2 separate regions of the Gossypium hirsutum genome follow, and region 2 is linked to region 1. A link is a contact called in public Hi-C data. All regions are on one chromosome and are shown on one strand. Each heading gives the region's core, a stretch centred on a gene start, on an enhancer-like site or on the middle of the called end of the contact. The rest is flanking DNA. Distances are from core to core; before and after follow the strand shown. Region 1 holds the start of LOC107952900 (40S ribosomal protein S13). Region 2 holds the start of LOC107952705 (Golgi SNAP receptor complex member 1-2).

The links. Hi-C and Micro-C count contacts between places; a contact is called where the count stands out from the background.
Region 2: a contact with region 1 is called in a Hi-C map of leaf, with 4 times the contacts expected there. The contact joins the promoter of LOC107952705 here to the promoter of LOC107952900 in region 1. A contact is called at or near these places in 2 of 34 Hi-C or Micro-C datasets (both in leaf).

What each region holds. Positions count from the first base shown.
Region 1 is chrA07:35,321,463-35,327,077 of Gossypium_hirsutum_v2.1, reverse strand. It overlaps LOC107952900 (40S ribosomal protein S13), which reads right to left and starts at 2,343. Exons shown (of 5, transcript XM_016888103.2): 1 at 2,042-2,343; 2 at 1,865-1,937; 3 at 1,297-1,435; 4 at 1,018-1,204; 5 at 635-848. The coding sequence starts at 2,064. The coding sequence ends at 815. It overlaps LOC107952899 (probable protein S-acyltransferase 14), which reads right to left. Exons shown (of 7, transcript XM_016888100.2): 1 at 5,469-5,615; 2 at 4,733-4,952; 3 at 4,540-4,631; 4 at 4,136-4,259; 5 at 3,960-4,045; 6 at 3,566-3,631; 7 at 2,804-3,280. The coding sequence ends at 3,155.
Region 2 is chrA07:35,580,654-35,586,731 of Gossypium_hirsutum_v2.1, reverse strand. LOC107952705 (Golgi SNAP receptor complex member 1-2) reads right to left here and starts at 2,759. Exons shown (of 6, transcript XM_016887861.2): 1 at 2,368-2,759; 2 at 1,892-2,079; 3 at 468-557; 4 at 308-379. The coding sequence starts at 2,500.

The DNA.
Region 1 (5,615 bases), core at 1,094-3,593:
ATTTTAAATTTATCAAGAATAAATATTTATATTTTAATCATGTGAGAATTATCATAGTTACTTGAATTAGACTGAATAATTAGTTGGACCGATTAGATTAAGAACTAATTGAACTGAATTAAAAATTGATTAAACCAACAATTAAACTATTTTTTATTATAAATTTTTAATGATTTGATCAAACCGTACAAACTAACCAATCAAATAAACTGATGATCTAATTAATTCGACCACTGATTCAGTTTTCAATTCAAAACCTAATTTTAATGTTAATAGAATTGGACTTGAAACATAGATTAAGGCTTGTTCAGTCAGCTAGGAGTTTGAATAGTTAACGCAAAATGAAACAAAGGTGACTTTGCTAGTTGCAACTACGAAAAATCTCCAATAAACACTACCCAGTTCCTGAAATTCTCAATCTGGTGAATCTAGCCATGTTACAGTGAAGGTAAATTTGACAGGATTCCCGCCTATGATTAAAATGGCAGAAGATGGATATTAGAGCCTATTTGCAGCGCTAGACATGATAATCCATTAAAATTAGGCTTGTAAGAGCAACTCCCAGTATTAATATTCTCCTTCGAATTATTTTAAATTAATTTCATACTACATTAAAATTTGTAAGCCAAAAATATTAAGAAAACAAATCCATGTAACCATTAAGATTCAAAAACATTTCAAACGAAAAAAATATCAATTATTCTGATACACTAAACATAATATTTCCCCTCTCAATTTCAAACCACCATTAGCTAAAAGTCAAAGGCGAATCGCTATTGAAGCACCAGGAAACTGGTTCAAAAATGTGGCTGCCCTAAGCCACAAGAGTACTGGCGGTGGTTGACTCACTGCATAAGTAGAAGTGTGTTAAATTTTGGCTTATGTTACACCCAATATTTGAGAAAAAATTTCAGCAGAGTGTTGAGGCGATTATTTAATTGACCATATGCTTTCTTCCCATCATCGAGTCATACATACATCACAAGAGGAAGCAAACCAGGGATACAAAATACTTACTATTTCCACACGGGTGGGAGCTTCTTTGTTTTCTTGTAATAGCGGGCAAGACGATGGATTCTGCTCTCGACCAAGATCAACCTGAATTTGGAATCCTTGTCTTTCCTGTTCCTCTCAAGATGCTTTCTGATGGCAACGGCTTTCTTGATCAAGTGGTACAGATCCTCGGGGATTTCAGGAGCAAGTCCTGACAGGAGCAATTATGAGCTGAATGTTTTCTTCAAATGAATTAAAAACATAAGAAAACGAAACACAGCACAATGTTGAAGAAAGATGTACCGTGGGCTTTCAGTATCCGCAAAATCTTGCTGCCTGTAACACTCTTCACCTGAGCAATCCCGTGAGAATCACGGAGAATGACACCAATTTGTGATGGGGTCAAACCTTTCTTTGCAAACTTACAAATGTTCTCCTCCACCTGAATGATGAAATCAAGGTTAAAAATGAATATTGCCAAACAATGGTACAAACATTTCATAAAGACAGAATGAGTTAAGGTAAGGGTTTTCCGAACCCTGATTGATGAGAGTTAAATCAGAATAAATGCATTTGGAACATTATATGAGGATAAAAGAACATAAGAAATAGTATTGCAAAAATAATGGAACTTCCATTAATCAAACATTTGGTTCTTCTCTACTAGTATTCTAATGAAACAAGTCTTGGAGACTCAACTATTCACATACAGGATTGAAAGAGCAAATTCACTGAAAATAATGACACACAATTTAAAAAAAGTCGAATTTTTCTTTCAAAATAGAAAAAAACAAAAGGTTGGTATCATCCATTGAATAATTTGCAGAGCAAATAAAAATGAAGTGAAGACTCAAAATAAAAAGCGACTCACATCTTGAGAAGAGATCTTCAACCAACTTGGTGGAGTCCTCTTGTAGGGCAGAGCAGATGCGGAAATACCCTTACTGCAAATCAAGTTAAAATGAACGGTGAAGTAGGCAGCTAGAATCGATTTAAGACTAGATAGTATTGTAGGATTGATTTCAGCGTGTAAGAGCAAAATACCAACCCTCGGCTGTGCATACGACCCATGGTTGCGGAGTTCCGAGCTCGATTGCTTGGCTGGCTGGCTGGCTGGCTCACTTCACCTCTCTGCAAAGAAACCCTAGAATATAAAAAATGAAGGCTCGGTGAGGGTAGGGTTTTTAATCCTTCGCTAGAATATATTGGGCCTGGATTTATTACAAGTTGGGCCCAGCCCTCGAATGTTAACAAGCATGATTCATTTCTTTGTCATCAGAGATGATCCAATCCTGACCGCAAAGCTGGAAAAATATAACAAAGATTTTGGAAGCGCCAGCCATGGCAGCGAATCTAAACAGAGCCCGAGTTTAGGAAGTATAAATATCTGAGAAGTTAAAAATTCTCACTAAACTTATCCAGAATATAAGAAAAAAAATCCCTCATTTGCTTTCTTAAACAATCATTATCTTAAACATTAAACTTTCCTCGGAACTTTTATGCATGAGAATTTTTCCAAACTCCTTGTGTTACAGGGTAAAACTAAAAATGGGCAAATGAAGTAATAAGCGTTTAGTATGCAGGGTATTAATGTAACGGTCATTTCCTTACTTCGTATGGGGGAGTTGGTTATTGAATTGGTTGGGTATTCAGTTTTCATTCTCTCTCTCTCTCGATTCTCTTCTCCTTTTTTTGTTTTCTGTACTATTTCTCTTGCGGTTTTCAACTTGCAGCACCTTGGGTTTTACTTTTGCTAGAAAGCGTAACCAGGAAGAAAAATCTAGTTTTCCAATCATCGATACCAGAAATCTACAAGAAGTAAATTAATATTGCAAAGTGAAATGTTACATTGGATTTCCGAAAATATAAAACATAATGTAGTTATATAAAAATCAAAATTAAACTTGTCAGTCCCCCATCACCATTTTCACAACAAAGGCTGCTTTCCCCGATATTCTCTCTCTCACTCTATTGCTATTTCTACACGAAGCTGCCTGATAAACAGTTAGAAGGCGAAACCGGCCTCACAGTAATGTACCTGTTAGAATACAAGGCAAGTGGAACTATGCTGCACAAGACTTCCGTATTGATAATTGGTAAGAAAATTCTCCAAATTGTTTGGCACGGAGGAGGTTTTTATTGTTCCTATTATATCAACCTTTTAGAACTCCTGCGAATCAAAATCAGGCTTTGATGGATATTCAAGGCCCAGCAGCGCTGGCATCCGTCGTAAATCCTCATCCGAATAAGCTGGAATAAACCAGTATCGCTTGTCTGTACCAAACACCTGTATTCGGACAAACACCAAAGCTTGAGTAAACTGATGACATAGAACTTGCCAGAATGGCCAGCTATAAGAGTAAAAATCCTATCAAGTAAACTTCAGCATGGATATTCAAAATCTGGGATCACAATGAGAAGAGTCGAACTACCATGAGGACATTTAAACAAAAGCAAAACATTTCAAGAACAAATTCTGGACAACCCAAGTGACCATTATATGAATGCTTCTTTTATGCAAGAAATACATGTAAAGAAACAAGGAAACAGCCATGTTGCAATAATGGTTAACCTGTTCAAAATTTTTCTTCCGACCAAGGTCATAACGCCATTTTGGAGTGGTTTTCTTCTCATAGGCCTGCTCAAAAGACAAGCATGGATTTTGTCAGTAAATTTGAGTCCATTTATACTGCGCCCTGGGCAATATAACACATAACCTGGCCAAAAAATGGCCCTAAACTCTATTAAATATTAATCTGTTGGGTATTATGGTGTTGGAGTTTGTTGGAAAATTAATTATTTCTTTTCCTTCCTCCTCAGGGCAGGGGAGGAGCTAAAAGGTTCGCACACATGAAATTGAGCATAGCTTGATATAATGACATGGTATTAAAAAAACAATAAAGATTAATGTTTGGAAACACCAATCATTATGATATGGTACTAATACTTGAGATGAAGCCAAATACCTCAATAGTAGTCGTATTAGCGGCCACCAAAGATATGTGCATGATCAAAAAGCCCAAGACACTTAATGCAAATGCCAGATTCAAAACTGCCACAGCAGAACATAGTCATACATTTGTACATACTGCATAGTCACTAAAGTAAAATAGATCAGAAGAACAGACCAAGAAGTCCATACCAAAGGAAAGGAAAGTGGTAGCCAAGGTTCCAGGGGTTCCTGGAATTTCTACATCACTAAAGAATGCTATGAAATGAGGCAATAAGGCCAAAGTCACAAGACTAGTTTCGAGGAATGTGTAAAACTGCATTGAGGTTTAAAATCATAGTCAAATAAATGCCAAGAAAATAGGATCATTGCTCCATCAACATCTCATAAATTGCAATCATAAATCATAACCAATATTACTATAACCAATGCAATGAGAAAACGAATGTCAGAGAGGAAAGAAAAACTCCACAACTCAAGTTATGCTTCCATAAGAAATTTGAAAATATTAACTTCTTGAAGCTAAGTATAAAGCAAGTAGGACCTACAGGGCATAAACTGCATGAGAAACTAGTTCGAAAATAAAGCAAACATACCAAGAAAAGAAGGAAATACTTGTAATTTAATGCACCAACACAATTGACAACCCACACGCAATGATGGTCCATCTTTAGCACACACCGCCCACCTGAAACAATGAAATTGATTTAGAACTGGTCGTTGATGATAACAATATTACTAGCACATAAAGTAAAAGAAATGGAGAAATTTAGCGAATGAAGAACGCACAAACAGAACAATGATGGCAGCGAGGTGGTTTCAGCTGGTTGCACTTGCGACAATATCGAATTCTTTGATTTGATGGGTTTGTCTGCAAACCATTGAACTCTGAACCATTCAATGGGTCAGCCTCCCCTCTCTCCTCATCTAAAGCTGGCCTCCAGTTAGCTGGTATGCTTCCCGGATCAGTCAAAACAACAGAAAAGTAACTCCATAACAGCATCACCAACTGCAGAATTACATAAAAGTTCCCATATCAGTTTTCACCATACATTTAATAGTCCAGTATCTTTACATTCTTTTTGCAATTTGATTATATTAATCACTGTCCCAAAACCCAAGTTATTATTTTAGCATTGAAAGTTTGAAACTAAATATAAAAAAGGTCAAAGATGGAGCCTTGCATTTTTACAATATTTCAGATTTGTTCTTTCTTTTCTCTAATATATAACAAACAGCAATAAATTTGGAAAAGTTTACGGATTCACAACTCTAGGATAAAAAAGGAAGAAATTTAAGATCCAGAATGATCATCTAACTAATGAGTAAGCAGAACAACACGAAATTCAAGCTTAAACAAAGAAAAAAGGATCCCTTTACTTAGTTGAATTTCATTTCATAGCAGCTGGTTTAAACAGAAATAGCAAAATGTCAAGCTATTTAAACAGAGTTACAATTCAGAAACCTAACAGAAGACCTAATAAAGAACCCAGTAAACCAATTGAGGTTAATTTCGATGACTTACCAAACAATGAAATAAGATCAAGACGACAACAGCAGTAAGGGAATCAAGGCCACCATCGTACAAAGCAGGGCCAAAATTGGTCAAAACGACAGAGTAGTATGAGACACCCACGACCCCTAAAACCAACAGGATCATGATCGATCCCAG
Region 2 (6,078 bases), core at 1,510-4,009, 260 kb before region 1:
GTTTTTGTCAAAGCTTTGAGCTAACTTTTGGTAATGTACATTTGGATTTTGAGACTAGTTCATGGAGACTTGACAATGGTGGTTTCAACCATTTGGCTTCTACATGCTAGACAGTAGCTTTAGGTTTCTGACCAACAGGTTCACCTGTTTCTTCAGTTTATAATGCGTAATTGTGTCGCACACCTAATCCAAAACCAATTAAACTATACCAGGATAAAACACATTAAGGTAAAACACAGAAGGGGAAAGTTCTTTCAACAAAGAATGCACCACAATAAACATTGATAAAAGAATGTTTAAATCTTACATGAGCTATGCTTCCATGGATGGCAGCTCGCTCTCTGAGTAATTGCATTCTCGGTGACATACTCCCAGATGCCTGCATTATGGCAAATAGGTAACTTTGGGAAACAACATGATATTAGCAATGGCACTGAAAAAATTAAGAGTTGAAATCATATGACTACCTTATACTCATTAATATCATCTCTGACAGAACTCAGAAGCTCCGCGTGTTCCCTCATTGAATTTATGTTTCCTTTGATTCTTCTAAACTCCTAACAAAGATATATCATTGCTTCAAAAAGATAGAAAACTAATCAACTAGTCCAAATAATAAACAGCCAAAAGCAGCAATAACTAGGGGCAATTCAATGGAACATGGATGCCATAATTTATAGAGCAATGAACCAAAGTGCAATAAAGACAATTGACAGTCCAAAAAGCAGATGAGTGAACACATTTGGAGCCTAGTTCGATCTATAATTGATGACAATGAAAGTGTAGTGGAGAATAATTCCATGGATCATGGGAACATAAATTTATAGTGAAATGAGCCAGGGTAGCAAATAAAGAACTTACAGCAACCCCAGGTTTGGATCATACAGAAATGTAAATCTGTTGGGGAGAAATATATGATTTTTCAAAAATTGAGAATGAATTAGAGATTAGGTCAGTCTGTTAAGCTACCACCAACAGCCACTCTTCTTCCACTTCTCTCATGGTTCAAGAAAAGAGGAGATTAGGGCACTTGCAACTGTAAACTTGAACATAAAGGAAAATCACATGCTACCCCTGCAGAAACTTTTCATGTAAATGGGAAGGATTTTATACATCCCCAATTGTCTATGGAAATTACTTTTCCCAAGTACACAAGTAGAGAACAGAGCAAATACACAACAAAAGATATAATGTAAAAAGTTCAAATTCTAAAACTGCTAGGGAACTATATGAAGTTGCCGGAACGAGTCCATCAATTATCAACAAAAAAAAAAACCATGGACCAAAAATCTTTTGAGAACTTGACTCATATAGCATTTTGCAAAAATGAAAAGCAACAATAAAACAATAGTATAATTATACTCATGTTGCCATAAACAAATTTACACAGAATGCTAACTTGCTGCTTGTACTGTATTTCTTATCCCACTGAACTGATTGTCAGGCATGTAACAATCATGAACCATGAACTAATTACAATTAATAAATAGAATAACTGAATTATATTTTATTTCAAATAGAGGTACAGATATCCCAGTAAGAATTGCCAAAACAACCAATCAAACATGTTTATAAGCATGCCTTGATGGTGTCATGATTTGGTATATTATCAGTTTGAACCATGGCTCACAAACATAATGGTGACAATGACTTAGAGGTTGGAAGAGAGTTTTTCCAATTGCAGTGGTAAAAGAATACAAAAACAACAGCAATAATTAGAAGTTGCAAGACTATACACTACACATAATTTAATATCTAGCAGTGATGTAGGACAAAATATCAGGAAATGTTAATATTTCATTGAAGCTTATAGCACCCGGTAATTAAACATGGAAACCTGAGTTCTAATAACAAGTCTAGATAAAAATTACAGAGTAGACAACAAATAAACCTGAGTAAACTCATGTAGTATGTCTCTATGCCTTGCAAGCTTCTGGGTTACTGAAGTAGTTGAAGCAGCAGACGCAGCACATCTGCTCATGGCATCATTTATGTCCAGCAGTTTCTCGAGCAATGACTGAATTTCCATTTCCATAGACTTCCATGATCTACTTGACCCAACGGTTGGCGACCCAGTATCTAGATAAGCTCAATGTGAATACATATATCATCACAAAGGGGAAAAATGAATCTAACCAGATTTCAAAGGCGATTTAAATACAAGGAATAAAATATATGCTCTTTGGTATTAAAGATCCAATCTATTCAGCCATTGGAGTTTGTTCAGTTTTTTTAACAGATTTATTCATAATTACTGTAATCTACCAAAAGAAAATCAAAATGCAACCATATAACACAAAACAAGAAGCATTTGGAACAAAAATCTAGAGATAATAAAATGAAAAAGGAAGCAGTAAAAGAGCAAACCTCCTTGGGTGAACCTAGCACCGAGCTTAGCATAAGAAGAGAGTTTGACATCGAGATCACCCTCGATCTTTCGAGCCTCTCTCCTGAGTTCCTCCCAACCCGATTCTTGCAGATCCAGATTTGGATCCGTCATTTAGATCTTGGTGTTTGAAATTCGGATCCCTGGCTCTAGTTTCGTTTCTTATGTGGATCCAACGATGGAGATTGGTTGAGTTATTTCAGGTTAGTAACCCTCATCCAATTACAGAATTCAAAAATGCTGCTGAGTGTTGGAAGCTTACTTGCTTTCTTTATTTTCGATGATCGTTCAATTTTGATTTTCTGTTTCTCAGAGTTTCGATGATCCTCTCTTCTCTGGTTATTCGTGGTTTATTATTTTGCATCTGGACCCTTGAACCTAAGCATGGGCCCAAAAGAGAATCAAACTATGGTTCCATTCTACCAAAATAAACTCTCTTGAAGGCCCAATTACTCATCTATATCTATTAGTTTCTAATGTCAAATAAAATATTAAATATTAATTTTTTAAATTTATTAAATAATATATTTTATTTTATGAAATTAATATAAATTATATTATTCATTATGTTAGAAATGCGTGTGCAAACCACAAATTTGTATTTAAAAATAACATAAAATAAAGGAAGCACATGGCTTAAAAGTAATTACTAATAATTACACATTCAATATATATGATATTAAAATTTAAAAATAGATTTAATTGTTTATCATTGTGTTATTATTAATCTTGAGCCAGTGTTGAGTTAACTTGTGACACTAACTCAATTAAATACATTATTAAAATATACAATTGACAGAAGTAATAAAGTGTGCATAATTAAAATTAAAATGTACAAAGGTATTAAGATAAAGCTTTGGCTAAGTGGTAATTAAAAATTTTACTCATACAATTGACTTAGGTTCAAATCTCAATAAATGCATTATTTTAGTTTTTTTTTAAATGAAAAAGACTAAAGGACTCTCAAATAATATAACTTATTTTCATTATGTAAAAGTATTTACATAATTTAACAATTGAGTTGTCTCAGTTAAATGTGACACCAACTCAATAAAACACTTAAATAATAATATAGATTAATAGTTTCTGTAATTAAAATATTATAAAAAGAATCTCATATAAAACTCAATTATTAATCTTATAAATGGCAAAGAAAATCTCTCTCTATATATAGATAATTGCACCATTCATCTCAAACTATAACTTTATTTTAAATTAGTCCCTAAATTTTAAAAAACTCTAATTACATTTTGAACTATTAAAGTTATATCAATAAGGTTCTTCCATTTCTAAAACCATTAATTTAATCGTTAATGAGATGTCAAATCTTATGTGGCATAGTTTAAAATGAAAAGTTTAAAAAAAATGAATATTGTAAAAAGGGATGTCGTAAGAATATTGATTTTGAGGTTTTCGAAGCTTTTACAAAAGTTTTATCACCTGCTGTTTCTTTTTTCAATTTACTTTATTTTTAGTTTTTACTTTTAAAATTTATGTGGTAACATTTTTCTTTCTTTAAATTTTTCATTTTAAATTATGTCACGTAACATTTGACATGTAATTTAACTATTGAATTAATGGTTTCAATAATTAAAGGACATGATTGATATAATATCAATAGTTTAGGGATGTAATTACAATATTTTTAAGTTTAGGGGTCAATTTAGAATGAGGGTCATAGTTTGGGGATGTCTAGTGCACTTTTCTCTCTCTCTCTCTCTCTCTATATTATCAATATAATTGTATTTGTCATGCATGTAAATTTTTGAATCGATTTGATATATGTACCATATCGATCTAAAAGAGTACATAGATTAATATATTTTTAACGATTGAAAGTAAAAATATCTATGTTAACATATATATATAACGAATGAACAAGCCATTTGTTTCTTATTTTTTGTTTTGCTCAACGACGGTGCCAGCCTCCGGATTGGCTATCGCCCGCTATTTTTCCCCTCCCACCAATTCTTTCTTTCTTTATTTTTCTCGTTCACTCCACATGTATTCTCTCTTTTTCAGTTTGCAAATCTATTTTGTGTGTATCTTTATTGTCTTCACAAGTTATGATGGATAGATGACAATGCTTGTCGTTCGCTAAAACTCCACCGGCCACCAATAGTTTTTTTACAAAGTGGGTGGCTCTTCGTCAGTTTCTTAATTTGGTTCTGTTTTGAGAATATTTCAGAATAATAAATGATTTCACGAGTCGATTTAGACTTGTGTTGTCTTAAGTTTTATATGTTTTTTTTTGTTTGCTTTTCCATTATTTAATAAGTCTTCAGTTTTAGAAATTTTTGTCTGCTCTTATAGCACGATTTTTAGTCTTGCTTATGCATGTAATCTTAGTTTTACAAGTGATTTTTAGGATGGTTTTGTTGTTGTCCTCTATACTTTGGTAATACTCGATTCTTTTGTCGATTTTTGCTCACTGCTTTGGACCATTCGAGGCTGATTTCGTTATCGTGTTAAGTGCTTGCAATCACTCCAGATATGTCATGCTTGAGTTGTGGCAAAACCAATTGTCAATGTGTCAAAATGTTCTATGTTGATAGAGTTTGTTATTCCTCATCTACGACGAGTGTTTGTTATTTTTTTCCTTAAATTGTATGATTCCATTCATTGAATGAATTAATAAATTTACCTTTCAATATACATATATCGCGAATTAAAGTTTATATATATACACTAAATTGTGGCGCACTCATGACATGTGTGAAAAAGGTACATAAAAATATATAAAATTCAAATGAGGCTCTAGTTAGAGCTATAAATTTTAGTTTTTAAGTTCAATTCTTGCTATGTATAAGCATTTTATAGATTTTATATAAAAAATATATAAATTAATATTTTATTATTTTGTAAAAGAATAGTTTTCAATCATGCTTCGATTGAGTTAGTATCCAGTGAACTTGAGCTCCAATTATGGTGTTGTTTGATAAACTAAAAAGACTTAAGTGTTAAAAATTAAGTATGAAAAAGTAAATACAAATTTAAGTTATAAAATTTATTTGGTATATTTCTTAAAATTAAATACGGAAAAATTAGACTTTTTTATTGTAATTTTTATAATTTTAAATGTGAAGTATTAGCTGGGCAAAAAATAACGAATTATCTCTGTGAAAATACTGATCATGGAAATTCCATCTTAGAGGAGATGATTCCCAAGAAGGTTAGATTTAGAGACAAAGAGGAAGAGACGAGCAATGACATGGTGATCGAGTTGTCCTCTGATCTGCCTACTTCTTGGAAAGAAAGGCTGGTCGGCCATTCCTCAAAGAAAGGCTTCAATGGTTCGGAAGAAAAGGAAGCTATTGATATTTTGGAAGGGGACATTCAGAGATCTATGGTGAATGGGATGTCGTCCATTATGTTTTCAGATCGGATTCATCAAATCCTCCTTCAGGGTATGGATAACACCGTGATCTTAAAACTCTTAGGCCGTAACATTGGTTTTTCGATTTTGCAGAACAAAATTTATAGCATGTGGAGACCCATAGCAACTATCCATATGATGGATATTGAGAATGGCTATTTTTTAGTCAAATTCCAAAATAAGCTGGACTATGAAAAGGTACTCTCTGAAGGTCCGTGGACTATCTTTGGCCAATATTTCACTGTTCAACCATGGACGATGGCTTTCGATTCTACACAGGCGTACCCAAGTGTAGTGATGGCATGGATTAAGTTCC